Linked DNA regions of Zea mays: region 1 is linked to region 2. The links are chromatin contacts, called in public Hi-C maps. All regions are on one chromosome and are shown on one strand. Each heading gives the region's core, a stretch centred on a gene start, on an enhancer-like site or on the middle of the called end of the contact. The rest is flanking DNA. Distances are from core to core; before and after follow the strand shown.

The links. Hi-C and Micro-C count contacts between places; a contact is called where the count stands out from the background.
Region 1: a contact with region 2 is called in a Hi-C map of endosperm, with 2.4 times the contacts expected there. The contact joins the promoter of LOC100282864 here to the promoter of LOC103640631 in region 2. A contact is called at or near these places in 4 of 25 Hi-C or Micro-C datasets (bundle sheath, ear, endosperm and 1 more).

What each region holds. Positions count from the first base shown.
Region 1 is chr1:181,101,221-181,108,240 of Zm-B73-REFERENCE-NAM-5.0, forward strand. LOC100282864 (copper chaperone) reads right to left here and starts at 5,578. Exons shown (of 3, transcript NM_001155770.1): 1 at 5,406-5,578; 2 at 2,977-3,052; 3 at 1,048-1,417. The coding sequence starts at 5,414. The coding sequence ends at 1,248. It overlaps LOC100383715, which reads right to left. Exons shown (of 3, transcript NM_001176352.2): 3 at 6,272-7,008. The coding sequence ends at 6,466.
Region 2 is chr1:180,825,216-180,833,087 of Zm-B73-REFERENCE-NAM-5.0, forward strand. LOC103640631 (2-aminoethanethiol dioxygenase-like) reads right to left here and starts at 2,506. Exons shown (of 5, transcript NM_001329842.1): 1 at 2,106-2,506; 2 at 1,721-1,848; 3 at 1,447-1,633; 4 at 1,131-1,334; 5 at 613-1,036. The coding sequence starts at 2,382. The coding sequence ends at 903.

The DNA of each region.
Region 1 (7,020 bases), core at 4,328-6,827, 280 kb after region 2:
GGTTTCCTAATAGGTTTGGCCATAAGTCAAATTTATAATAATCTATATCAACTTAGGAGTCTAAGTTATACACTCTATTGTGTAAAGGATTAAATTCTGCGTAAAATACAGAGGTGTTGGCGCTGTAAAGAGTAATGCTTTCTAAAGCACCTCTGATCTTTAGTAGTAAATATGGGGTTGTTTGGTTCGATGTCTCAATTGCCGCAATTTACCACGCCTAAGGTTAGGCAAGTTCGGTCAAGTTAGGTGTATGTTTGGCTTAAATCTACGGTAGTGTTAAGACTTTTCTCCTGATATGTAGGTCTCACTCATTACTGACTTGTAAAATTGTGGCAAGATTCCTTTAGACATTGTAAACTGTGGCGCGGATTCAAGCGTCTAACTTTAAACTCCTTAAGCAAGTGTGGCATAAAATTGTGTGGAAATTTTTGGCACATTAGATATGAAACCAAACAGATATCATGACAAAAAATGCAGTAGTCAATACCAGAGCAGGACCAGGTCCAACATTCCAACAAGGCGGCAGGCATGGTATCCCTCCTAGAGGTTTAGAGGTGTACCCCCCACCGAACGGCGTAGGAGTACTACGCTGTCGACAGGAGGACGTTCCAGGACCATGCAATGCAATGAAAGCTAGTAGAGTAGAGCCTAGGGAGAGGCATCTTCTGCTAGCCTGAGCCCGCAACCTTCATTTGTTTCTTCTCGCAATCTATATCAACGTTGCTAGCGCTGTGCTGTCACAATACCATCTCCAATTCATCCGTCCCTCTGCATTATTGCACGTGAAATTATCCAAACCCAAATACCCCCTTTCTCCATCCCAGAAACAATAAAGTGCAATTCTTGAACAGTGTCTCCATCTCCAAGAATGTAATTTTTCTCATTCCCACAAAGAAATGCTTTCGCTGGATAGACGAGGATCTGGCAATTGGACGGGACCATCATACCAGGCATGGAGCCATGGGAATGGGGTAACCGAGTTGAAGTAGCCTGGTGATGCTAAAGTCACCTCAGGTGATGATAGCACACCGTCAAAACCTTACCTTATGGAACACGACACATATATCATACAAATATTGGTTTATCATCTCCCCAAACTTACGAGAACATCACAGTACACGAATAGCAACTGTAAAATGTACAGACCGAGCTAGCAGTTTGCAATTATTTGTAACAGATCCAAGCTAAATACATTCACATTTTTTTTCTTTGCCGCCTTGCCGGGCACTTCCAGATCATCGAACCTGTCAGGCGGTGGCACCGGCAGGTGTGGCGGATTCACTTGTCACGGCCTCAGCCTCCCAGAACGAAGTCTTCTTGCCAGTCTTGGAAACAGTTTGCAGGACGGCGTCAGGTGTCACATTGCCCTTCACGGTGACCTTCTGTTCCATGATGTCTACGTCGTAGGACTCGACGCCTGAAGTAACCACAAGAACGATGCGTGCGTTTAGACTCAGATACTGTGAAGTACAGCGCATTTTCAACCAACTAAATTGCTTAGGAACAGATATAAGTATATGTATAGTTTTGCAACTACCACTGGGAAAACAAAGCAGATTGCAAAAATCAAAAGGGTCAAACTAATATTTCTCCACTTCTGTTGATGATTTCAGACTAGTGTCCAAGCAGTTCAAAGCAAATTGAAAAAAAAAGGCCCAAACTGAATCTAGTAATCTACTTCCAGTTCCACTGAAGTTGATAATTTAAGACTAGTATCCAAGCAGTTCAAAGCAAAGTGCAGAAAGAAAAAAACTTAATCTAGTATCTACTTCCACCTAAAGCTGACCAACAACACATCCGAATGTTGTTGTAACATGATCAAATGCATGTCACAGAAAGAAAATTACTCCATTTGTAAGTCATTTTGGCTTTTCTTGGTACATAGCTTTTGTTATGCACCTAGATATACAATATGTCTAGATACGAAGTAAAAGTTATTGTACCTAGAAAAGCCAAAAACAACTTATAATTAGGAATGGAATGGAAGGAGTAGCAAATTTAGAGGGCTAGCCAGCAGTAAAAATTCAGTACTCAGAACTTGCAGAGTGAATTTCGCCACAAAGCATTCTGTAAAACAGGGTCCATACAAATTGATTAAAAAAACTTTCTATTGCATTTCATGATCATTTGATTTCTTCTTTATCTGTTGGAATATTTCAAGTACCGCAAATATCGTGGGTAATACTTGTTTCAATTGTGGAAAATCATTAAAGCTGCTACTCGAACATCTGCAGATAGTAGACAATGCCTACAAAGTAGCTGTTCCATTATTTGAAACAAGATTCTTGATAGAAATGAAACAGCACTGGAGAAAATTCACTTAATCAGCACAAATCTTGGTAACTAGCTCCACTTGAAGAAAACTTGGAAAAGCAAGCATACTGCTGCTAAAATTCTGTAAGAGTGTAGGTCATATCATTGTGCTAGATTCTCGCCCAGAAGCAGTATCGAAGCATGGCCATGATTTGTTAACAACCAATTAAAGCTGACCACAAGGTTATCCAACTGCAGATGCAAATGCTAATAGATGCTAGAAGGAAAATACAAGTATTAAGCAAGAGTTACAAGCCAACCTACCTTCCCTGCCCAGAACCCACTTAACAGCTCCAACATAGCTTCACAGAGCCAAAAGGCTCAATCTAGTAACCTACTGATAGAAGAGAAACCCTACAGTACACACACAGTACATCTAATACCTACATCCACTTAAGTTGGTGATTTAAGACTAGTATACATGCAATTGGCAATTGCATTACAAGTTAGACACCAATAACATACCCGGATGCTGTAGCAACATGACTGAAATACATTTCAGATGATCAAAATATAGTAAGTTTAGAGTGCAGCGCCAGCTGCAAAGCATAGCCATGGTTTGTTGATATTCAATTAAACTCCTAGCGCAACACAGCCAATTCCAATCACAGCTTGCTAATAGCAGGTGATACACGTACTATTAAGCACGAGCAAGAAACCAACCTTCCATCTTGCCGAGGACCCGCTTGACAGCTCCAACACAGCCCTCACAGGACATGCCAACCTTGAGCACAACAGTCTGCATGCATCCAGGGGAGAGAAAAAAGAACAGTTGTAGGAATCAGTTGACAGTCAGTCTAATTTTACTTTTCATCGCCGAATGAACGAGAAAATAATTAAAGCATCGATGTGCTTCCCCTGGAACTCCATACACTTGATAGCTCCAGCAATTTGTATGGTTAGAGCTTTTACCAGTACGACCGAATGCACACGCTTCCGAATTTAATACCTTTGCCGGCCCTTCGTATTTACGTGCTGAAATACGAAACTAGTTACTCACTCCATCCCAGATTTAGGTCTTGTTTGTTTATCCTCCAGATTATATAATCCGGCTTAAATAAGTTAAAGAGCCAAACAGACAACACAGATTATTAGGTGGATTATATTATCTAGATACCTAGATTATGATAATCCATAAGCAGGTGCAGGTCATTAGGTGTTTATGTAATTCATAAGATGGATTATATAATCTTGGAAAGAAACAAACATGGCCTTATAAGTCGTCTTGGCTTTTCAGCATGGCTTGTGCTACGCAGCTAGACGTTCGCTGTGTCTTGGTTGGTGCCCGGTAAAGAAAAAAAAATAACTATTCTCTCCCTTCTTTTTTATTTGTCGCTGTTTAGATCAAAATTGAACTAGCGGGCGATAAATATTTGAGAACGGAGGGAGGTAGTGTGTAGTATGTAGGAGTATATAAAAAAGAGAATAAAAAATGATCTATAATAATTTCATAATTTGGAGCAGAGCAGGGGCGGAGGGCCCAGTATGGCCCAGTATTGCCTGGGCAATACCTTGGGCCGGCCCACTAATAGAATAGAGATTAGGGTTCGTCACGGCGTTCCGCACAGCCGCACTGCCAGCGTCCCGCACAGCTGCCTGCTCGGCCGCAGGCCGCTCCTGCCGGTGCTCCAGCCTCCAGGCCTCCAGCCGCTCGGAGCCTCGGACTCGTCACGCTCCAGCCGCCAGCTCCGGTGCTCCGCTGATCTGCTTGTCCGGTTGACCGGTTGTCTTGTCCCGCCGGCGGCCGGCTGCGGGCTGCTTGCCGCTTGGTCCCGCCGAGGCGCCGACCCGCATGGCCGCACGGCTGCCGCCTGCCGCTGCTTCCTGCTTGGCCGCACGTCTGCTTGTCTAGTTGTCTGCTTGGCTGATTGCTTAATGCTTAGTGCTTCTAGTTGTCTGCTTGCTTCGTGCTTCTATGCTTCTAGTTGTTTGATTGTGACTTGTGAGACTTGTGAGCAGAGCATAGAAAGGTCAAAGGTAGCTCATGAGTATTTATTTGATTACCCGCGTGAGTATTTTATTATGCGTGTCTAATCTAGTAGATTTTTCAATGTGCAGATTTTCCAATTTCTAAATAGCAGTCTTGGATACAAACAAAAACAAGACAAAGAATATGGCCCAAAAAAGTATCTCTCTATATTATGTGAACACTCCCTGTTGGCTGTTGTAATGTCTTCTAATTATCTAATACATGCTATATGCTTCGTAAAATGACAGATTTAAAGAGCTATTTCAGTCAAGCTTCTAGTGGAAGTAGACTAAGCACTCGCGCTGATGGAGTTTGCAATGAACCCAGAATACAAGTTGGAGTCCAAGAGAATAATAGTGAAGATGCCAATGGTGAAAATGTTAATGGTCAAGTCGAAGGTATAAATCAGTTCAACCCGGATCACATTATTTCTGATCCGGGACTTTGTATTCCAATGGATTCTTTTGCTCCTAATATTAGAGATGATGTTAGAAGGGCTTTCATAGCTAAAGGTCTGATTCTTTTGCTCCTAACTTATTTTTTCTTTTTTCCAGATTTTATTCGCCATATGACATTTGGTTGTAAATGGATTGTAATCAAGATGACTATTAAATAAGGTATTTTTCAACATCTATTACTTATTTTATAGCTACAAGTTGTTTTAAACTGTGTCATAAATTTTTAGTCTTAGTCGCGTTAGCAACACCTAAATTTTCTAGCGTCCTCCGCCACTGGAGCAGAGATAACACATCCGCATCCCATATAATCGTGTAGCATACCAGACGGGAGATGGATCCACCGCATCAATTAAAAAGTATGATTGTCGACGAGCATATATTACAAAAAAAAAATTAAGAGGATTTAGGTCATCCTTCGAGAGACGGATGCATAAAGCAGCGGAGACCCAAAACTGTCGAGAGCATCCATGGAGGGAGATGATCGACGCAACGCAAGGGTAGGCGGCAGGCCCAAAGGACCCCTTTACAGTGGATCTACGCGCACGGCGAAACCATTAACCGGCATCATCCCGTGAACGAAAGGGGACCGGCGAGTCGAGTACCTACCTACTCCAAAAAGATCTACTACCAATCGTTCCCGACGAGATCGGAAGGGGAGCATTTACCTGGGCCATAGCGCGAGAGGGGAGGAGGGTCGGGGCGGTTCGGCGGTGGTGGTGGAAATCTCCTGCCGGCGAAGGCGAAGGCGAGGGAGGACGGGGGAAAGATCTATCTGGGCCGGGAGAGAGGGACGGAGTTGGGTGAGGATATACAGGCGGCCGGTGGCGTCGGTAAACACGCAAGGGAAGGCGAGGCCAAGTCCTCTTTTCCCGTGAATGACAGGTGGGGCGTCCGGCCAACCGAGGTAGGTTTGCGTCATCGCGTTCGCGTGGGTGGTCGGGCGCCGTCGGTTCTGCGGTCAGACATTATTATTTTTTAGACTATCTCAACCACCAATTGCGTGCTGATTACTACTACTCCGTCCGGTTTCCTATTAGTTATCGTTTAGAACAACGACACGGTCTCCAAAATATAACTTTGACCAATGTTTTTTGTTAAAATACAAATGAACTCTTAATACATTTATACTTTTATAAAAGTACTTTTATGACAAATTGGTGCATATAAATATTAGGTTCCAAAACTAAATAACAAAATAGTTATTTGTAGTCAAAATTTTATAAGTTTGACTCAAACCTTATCTAAAACGACAACTAATAGGAAACCGGAGGGATTACTTATTACCAGCCAGATTAAAAGTACAAACTGGACAGATTAGCATAAAAAAAACTGAACTGAAGACTCTGTGATCATCATGCACACTAGCTTTCACAGTTTCGGTGCTCTCCAACAGCATCATCATCTTGTCATTCTCATGTATACACTTTTTCCGTTCTTTTTTATTTATCGCCGATTAGTTCAAAAATAAATTAATGGATGACAAATATTTAAGAATATGTAGTATAACTTAACATATATGTAAAACCAAGTTCGAAAATGACCCTCCTTTTTTCTTACAAAGGTAAGATCTTACGGTTACACTCACATGGAGGCATACGCTAAGGCCTTTCATTTGTGTCGAATTGCACCTAGAATCGTTCCAACTAATCAAAATTTATATAAATTAAAAAAGTAATCCAGTTAGAAATCGTTCGGACCCACCAATCCAGCAGAAACGAACCAGGCCTAAGTAGGTACTACGAAGTACAGCTCGTTACTGGGGTGGTGGTCCTGCTCCCAGCAAGCCAGCAACAGCGCCGCCGCGAACACCACCACCATAGCGCAGATAAAAAACCGAGCCGTGCTCCGACGACGGTTCGTCTCTCTTCTCTTGGCGATCCCAGTCACCTTCGGACGATGTTCAGCAGCGTCGTCGCATCGGCGTTCTTCGCACGGCGGCGGAGGAGGAGCTCGTGCGCTGTCAGAACAACAACGCCGGCTGCTGCTGCTGCTGCTGCTTGTGGCGAACTTCAGGTCTTCGGCCAGCGAGTCCCCGGTCCGTGTGCTCCACTGGAGGTTCCTCCTCTGCTGCGTCGAGCTGCAACAGCCTTTCCTTCCCTCGCATCCAGAGTTCTTTTGAAACGAAGGATGGTCCGGGCGCTGCGTAAACAACGTTAGAGCTGATCTTGGAGGCAGGCGGCGGTGTCCGTCTCTTTCGGAATCGCTGCAGTAGGCCAGAGACTGCAGCTGCTTCCTTGGAGTCGACAACGCTTGCCGTCTGCTGCACACCTGGAGGGTTCA
Region 2 (7,872 bases), core at 1,256-3,755:
GCTCTACCATGACAAGATAGGTGGATTGGCAGGTGTTTTGGTTTCCTTCAATATTTCAAAGTCTATATCTCCTGCATCAAAATTTCTTTATAAGAGAAGCACACCCAGTAATGCATAGTAGCATTTTGGATGGGCATATAGGCATATTGGTAACAGTATATATAATCACCTTTAGCGTTGATCAAGCATAGGTATATGTCATCCAGTTTTGATGAAGTAGCCCTCATTTATCATGAACCAAACGCACACAATTTGTAACAGTGGCATATTCAACTCTCATATTATTGGATGATATTGGATGAGTAGGCTATACATATCAAGTACTCCCTCCGTATCAAAAATATTAGTCGTTTTAGCTCTTGATTTTTATGAAGATAAACCTAGATACATATATAAAATATATACATCAAATGTTGTATGAATATATTAATTGGTGTTTAGGCTTTGTACCTTGTTTTTGATAAATTAGACTTGCTATATTTGCTGATGAGTATAGTCACCACAATAAGTGCGTGCCCACGTTGCTACGAAATCCATAAGAATTACCTACATTAGATATAATATGAAAATATTTGGACAAAATGGCGCAACACGCACAAACTATGACCAGAATAGCCCAAACGACAAAAATGAAATATGTGGATATATATGACTTATCTGTATCATTCATCATCAGGACAAAACATCGTCTACTTGTAGTAGTAGTAGAAACAAAAATAACAAGAAAGAAAGGGCATCTAGAGAACAACGATGCAGGCCAGCAAGAAACATTGTAATCGATCGGGACTTCGTGTAACTACAGCCTATGGCTTGCTGCTGCCTGCTATACACAACGGCGGCGGCACGGCTCTGCCGCGATCAGTTAGACATAGTACAACCAGTGAGGGAGACGGCCGGCGACGTCACTCGTCGGAGATCGGCGGTCCACCATAGTGGACGCTGCACATCTTGAGCTCTCTCGGCATGTCGATCTCCTCAAGCCACGCCAGATGGCCTTGGCCCTGGCCCCGCTCCACGTCCTCGCCCGCAGCCACCACTGCAGAGCAAAGACACGAACCGGTCTCCCATACGTGAGTCACTACTCTAGTGCAACGGCAAGAACTCATGAGGTGAAAGATGCGGCCACTTACGCGAGTGGTGTGCGTACGGTAATTCCGCGTAGTACGTGCAGTCCCTGTCCTCCTCTATGGAGTAGGGGGGCCCGAGGACGTCGAGGATCGCGCAGGGCGCCATGGCGGTGAACCGGTGCATGTTCCCTCCCGCCGTCGGGTACAGCACGGAGGTGTCGCACGGCGCCGTGAAGACGTCGTCCACCACCAGTTCTGCCAGCCTCACTGCGCAGGAACAGAACAAGATCATAGACATCAGTGCTGCAGTGCAGAGGGGTTAACAACAGAAACAGACGATCAAGCCGGCGAGCGGCGACAGTGAGTGGCAGAAGCTTACGGCATGGGCCATCGGAGGACGAAGAGCTGGTGGTGCTCGTGGCGGAAGAAGGATCGGGGTCAGCAGTGTTGAGCCAGTCGTACGACTTGACGTGCATCGACCCCAGGAGCAGCTTGCTGAACACCGTCATCCCAGGGTGGTTGTGGAGCGGGATCACCGCGTTTCGCGGCAGGAAGAGGATGACCATCTGCCATAGACAAGGGGAAGGTTAGAAAACACGAGCTTTTTCAGCATTGCTGTAGTACACACACACTATCGAAATAATTCTGCCTACCGAGAAATTCGGGCATTTGTATATCGTCGTGTGCGTTATGGTCGGGGTGCCACCGCCACGTGTGGCGTCTCGAGCCCTGAAGAAGCTCAGGTCCGGGCTCAGGCCCACGTCCTCCGGCCGCATCCTGTCTGCATTTTGGTAGGAGAAGGAGTTGAGGTTTTTCAGTAAACGCATGCACGAAACAGGTGCATGATTGATGGATGCATACTATTCTGTACAGGAATTCAGATTCAGTATAAGCAGAGCAGCTAAGTGCTAGTGCTAGTGAAATTGAACAGAGTACGCGGAGGCCATGCCGGTCCATGACAACCAGTTCGTTCCAGATCGATCGCTGAAAATTACGAAATGTTCTAGTTTTTTTTGAGTCGGGTCGTGCATGGCTCACCGAGCATGTGGCGGAGCAGCTGGACCTCGCCGGGACTGGGCACGGTGCCGGGGCCCCGGAAGACGTGGCGGCAGGCCTGGAAGAGACGCTGCACGGCGCGGCGCCTGCGGCTGCAGCTGCGGCGTCCCGGCGCTGCTGCCCCGGCCGGTGGGCCCGCTGGAACCGGGTGCACCCGGCGCCTCTTGGCCTCTCGCTCCGTCGGCGCCGCCGCCTCGAGTAGGTCGAGCTGCAGCTCCACAACCCCCGCGCCCGCCGTCGCGGCCGCCGCCACCTCCATGGACCGAGCAACAGGAAGCGAGGGAGGAAAAAAGGAAGGAACGCGCTAGCTTAGCTTGGTGGTAAGACGAGGCAGGCAGTCAAGGCAACTAGGCAAGCGCGGAGGGTGGTGGCCGGTGGGTGGTGGAAGGAAAAAGGGGCCGCGACAGCAGGCGACTATAAACAGGAGGCGGAGCGGAGGAGGGGGTGACGGGGAGCCAGCAAAAACCGTGGGCTGTGTTCCCTGCCGCCACCCATCGCGAGCCAACAGGAAAGCGGGCGGGCGGGAGGGAGAGGATTGCCCCCCCTGCTGGTCACTGTCGGCGTGGCTGGCGGTGGCGGCCCGGTTCGCGGGAAGCGGAAAGCGCGGCATAACCAAAACCGACGGCGCGAGCCCGAGGCAGGGCGACGAGGAGTAGATTAGCACACAGTTTCCGGTTTCGTACATCACAATCGTTATCCGCTACGCTGCCACCGACACGTGGGCCCCACCGCGCGCCCGCGCTTGACATGCCCATACCGTTTACTTTCCAGGAGCGGTTCCGTCCGCTCTCCGCTCCGGAGTCCGGACTCCGCTAGCCGTCGGCTCGTCAAGCCCGTTTCCACGGGGGGAATCCATGAAAGAACACTAGTTTGAGACAGTGTTGAAATAGCACTCTTTTTTAAACAATTCAAAGAACAACACCAGTTTCATCAAATGAATTCAGAAAACAGCATTAATCTATATTTTTCATTCTTTTATTTCTCACCTCACAAGCAAATGGACCATATTGCCCCTATCATTTCATAGCCTTGTTTTATTATCTATTCTTTCAATAGGAACAACATAAATGCATGCAAGTATGTGAGCTCTATTTTTATATTGGTAAGCATAATGTTGAACATAAAAATAAACATAGATGTTCTATAAAGGAAGAAGTCTAGATTTAACCATTGAACTTCAAAGATATATTTTGCGGTGGAGAGAGTAGTTTTTAAAGAACATACAATTTTTTTGAACATGACGGGTGATTGAAGTTTTTTGAAAAAAAAACAACCACTTCAAATAAAAAAGAACAGAGGATATACAATCGAAGACCTTTCAGTGAACCAAGTATGTCTAATTTCAACAGTTCGATAACGAAGATACCTAGGTTTGAAGTTCATGTTCAATAGTTAAATCTAGACTTCTTCCTTCATAAACAATGTGTGTCTGTTTGTATGTTTAACACTATAAAAAATGGAGCTAATATATTTTATCTATTTATGTTTTTCTTATGGACAGAAGAGATAAAAAGAGGGTTATGAAATGAATAGGTGTACTTTGGTCCACTTGTATGTGGTATAAGCAATGAAAGAATGCAAAATATAGATGAAGTGCTGCTTTCTAAATTAATTTAGTGAAACAGGTGCTGTTCTAAGAATTACTTGAAAACGGATGCTATTTTCTGAATGTCGTTTCAAACCAGTGTTGTTTTGTGGATTCTCCCGTTTGCACGGTGTGAGTGCTGACACTCCGTTTCCCACTGTCGGCCTTGTTTTCATGCATCCACCTTAATTCCGTCAGTTCTAGATACCACGACCACGACATCAGATTTTTTTATATTATTTTTTGCAGTCAAACATATTCAGCTCTCTGTCACCTTCGTCATCTACTCCATCGAATCTAAGGGCCAGGCTCTAGATTTTACTAACTCTACTTATAAAAAATGCATTTTAAGTTTCTTAAAAAACAAGAAGCTAGCATCTTCTAGCTGAAAAACCAAACACCATAAACCAGGTTCTAAAAGTTAGAGATAAAAACTGAATTCTTAAAGACTAGATTGCTTTCAAACAAGACTTTAAATTTTGAAGGGAAAAGAAACTTTTCTACTCATTTTTACGGTTTATTGACTAGGCGGCTTTCTTGCTCTCGAGTTAAGCTAATACACGTTCCCTTCCCACTTCCGGCATGCGTGTGGTGACCTGTCGACCTCACGTGGCGTCCATGTGCTGACAAGGCAAGGCAAACAGTGGTAGTAATCGCCAAACCTGTGGGTGTCGTCGCTGCTGGATTCTCCGCGCAGGCCTTCTCTGACTTCAACAACAGTTTAGCTAGTCTGTCCTCGCTAGCGGGAACGTAAATAGATATATAATAATAAAAAAAACTCTAGATCAGTATAGATAAATAAAGTAAATTTGGTTTCTTAACAAAATGAATACACTTGTACATCGATTGAACACAAAGAGGAAGCTAGATTTTAGTTGCAATTAGAAATGAAAGCGGTTGAAAAAACAGCTAATTGTTTTTGCTGTCTTTTCATCTAAAACTAGATCCTGCTGGGCCAGGCATAGGCATATATAGCTGGCAGCTGCACGAGCCTGTAGCAGGGCGGAGGACGACGACGACGACGAGCTGAGCCAAAGACAAACAGTGGCCACACGTCTCCATCTTTTGAAAATACAGTCATGCTAATAAGATTTTATCTATAATACTCATTCTTTTTACATGAAAAAAATGGATGTCTTAAGTGACAGTTCCTTCGTTACCGGATTCGTGATCATGATGTCGGTTTTTGCACTTCTTTTAATTGAACTAACGGATACTTTAAATATATGCTTCTTCTTTTAAGTACCTATCTATCAGCCACCTGGAGGAAGGCATACCTCCGGTTCAGTGGCTAATCTAGCCAAGAATATGGTTGACGTCAGCAACATCAGCTTTTATATATGATATAATTTTTTTAAAACTTTAATAGTATTTTGCTAAAATGATTTATAAATTTTAGCTGACCTCTACAAACCTCTAAATCTGCCCCTGCTCACTCACAGCACGCTCTAGGATCCTGGTCAGGCCTTGTTCGTTTGTGTCGGATTGGTGGGTCGGAACGATTCCGAGCCGGATTGCTTCTCTAATTTATATAAACTTTGATTAACCGGAACGATTCCGGGTGCAATCCGATGTAACCGAACAAGGCCTCAAAGGGTTCCATGTACCCTCGGATCCATTACCAATATGGGCAATATTGTCCACAAGGCTTCATAAGCCTTAGAGCACCTCATAGATAAATTTCTAGGCTCTTCGCATCTGAGGACATCTAGCGGTATAAATTTCTCGGATCCCTTGCGTCTCTAGGATTGGGTGTTCATTTTTAACCCGGTTTGGTTTGATCAGGTTTACATACAACAGGAACTGATTCTTTACTAGAAAAATATATAACTGATAGTTTTTACTTCAGTTTTCAGTAAAAATTAAACACCAAACTTATAATCAAGAAGATTATATGGTATCTCATACAACAAGTTTACATGATAGATTACAAATAATCTGAAAAGTAAAAATATAACTACAAAGATTTAGATGTTCATCATACATCACATACAGATAAGTGAATAACAAGTCCATTACAGTACACATTTAGTTCACATAATTAAAAAACCTCAATTTTGGTTTGGTTAGGTTCGGTTTGTTCAGTTTTTTATCCTCGAAACCTAATCACAACAACAAGTTACTCATTATTGGCTTCTTGGCTTGGGCGCCACTACCTCTCCTGGAGCGGTACTGTCGCTCCCTGGCAATACTTCTTCTAATACAATAATACACAAATATTGGCCTTCATCCAAACAATATGGAATATCATCGAGTTTGATCTTTTATTGAACCTTTGTACACTTCTCATTATATAATATTCAAATGTTTGCAATATACTCAATTTTTGCGTAACACTTAGCAAATTGGTTAGAGTTTAATTATGTTATCATTTATTTCACCAAAACTCATAAAAGGACTAATTGAGTAAAATCACCATGATCGCTCATGCCCTAGTGCATTTGACAAGTATAGCCTTTAGGGGCCCTCGTGTCCTAGGGCACTGATTAAGTATATCACTCGAGGCCATCGTGCCCTAGAGTACTAATTAAGTGCAGCCCCTAGGACCCCTTGCGTTCGGGGCTACTAATTGAGTAAATTCCCTTAGGGCTGCACGCACTGGCATGGATTAAGTGTGTCTCTGGACCCCTTGTGCCCCGAGGCATCTCTCAAATAAAGTCCCGAGGGTGCACGTGGATAAGCCCCTGGCGGCCCCAATCGTCCCGAGAATTTCGAGGAGTGTAGATGAACATAGAGACGTTGTTATGGTGTTTATCGACAAACTTGAGGAGCGTAGATAAACATGTCGATATAGTTGTTATGCGAGTTCGTATGACTACAAGGATTTAGAGATTCATTATACATCGCATACAAATAAGTGAATAACAAGTTCATTACAGTACTAGTTCACACAATAAAAAAACCTCAAATTTTGTTCGGTTAGATTTTCAGTTTATGGTAAAAAAATGTGTCCACCTCTAATATCCTCAAAACCTCACCGCAACATCAAGATACTCATTCTTGGTTTCTTGGCTTGAGCGACACGTGATACTTCTTCTAATATAATAATACACAAATATTGCCCTTCATCCAAACAATATGGAATAGCATCGAGGTTTGATCTTTTATTGAACCTTTGTACACTTCTCATTATATAATACTCAAATGTTTGCAATATACTCAATTTTTTGTTTATCACTTAGTGCAACTGGTTAGACTTTAATTGTGTTATCATTTATTTTACCAAAACTCATAAAAAGGACTAATTGAGTAAAATCACCATGATCACTCACGCCCTAGGGCATTTGACAAGTATAGCCCTTATGATCCCTAGCTCCCTGGGACACTGATTAACTACATCACACGAGTCCCCTCTTACCCAAGAGTGCTAATTAAGTGCATCCCCTAGGGCCCCTTGCGTTCGGGGCTACTAATTGAGTAAATTCCCTAAGGCCCTCACGCACCGGCATGGATTAAGTGCGTCTCTGAACCCCTTGTGCCCCGAGGCATCTCGCAAATAAAGTCTCAAGGGCGCACCTGGATAAGCCCCTAACGCCCCCCCCCCACCCAAATCGCCTCGAGGATTTTGAGGAGTGTAGGCGAACATGGAGATGTTGTTGTGGTGTTTATCCACAAACTTGAAGAGCGTAGATGATATAGCTGCAACAGTTCGTAACTATTTTCACTTTGCAGATGTGCTCTTCTTTTGCTGTGTCACATGTCTAGGGGTAATGTTTAAGGCTATCCGCACTCATGGAACCCTAAATTTCTACTCTAAAAGGAATATTTCATCCTGGTCAGCGAGATTCTCTACTCTATTCTATAATCCTCCGCAATCATATTTACTCTAAATCTCTACTCTATATCAACTAACATATATTATATCATTTCTTTCCTCATGCCAACACAGCACATACAGGCAAGCACCTACCTCCGGACCACGATCAACCAATCACAGGCCAAAATGCCACAGCGGAGAGAGAACTAGAGTAGAAGTGTATGGACTCTATATATGGCGTACTCTCTGTCTTGTCTGCGTTTAGGGTGGCAGTTGAGGTGCTCCGCTGCAGGAGTTTTTTACTCCATACGTAGCTGTATCAGCATAGCGCATTAGCGCATTGATTTAGAGCTCCCACTACGGACAGCCTAATAATCCTCTACTCGTACACTTGATAGATATTCTAG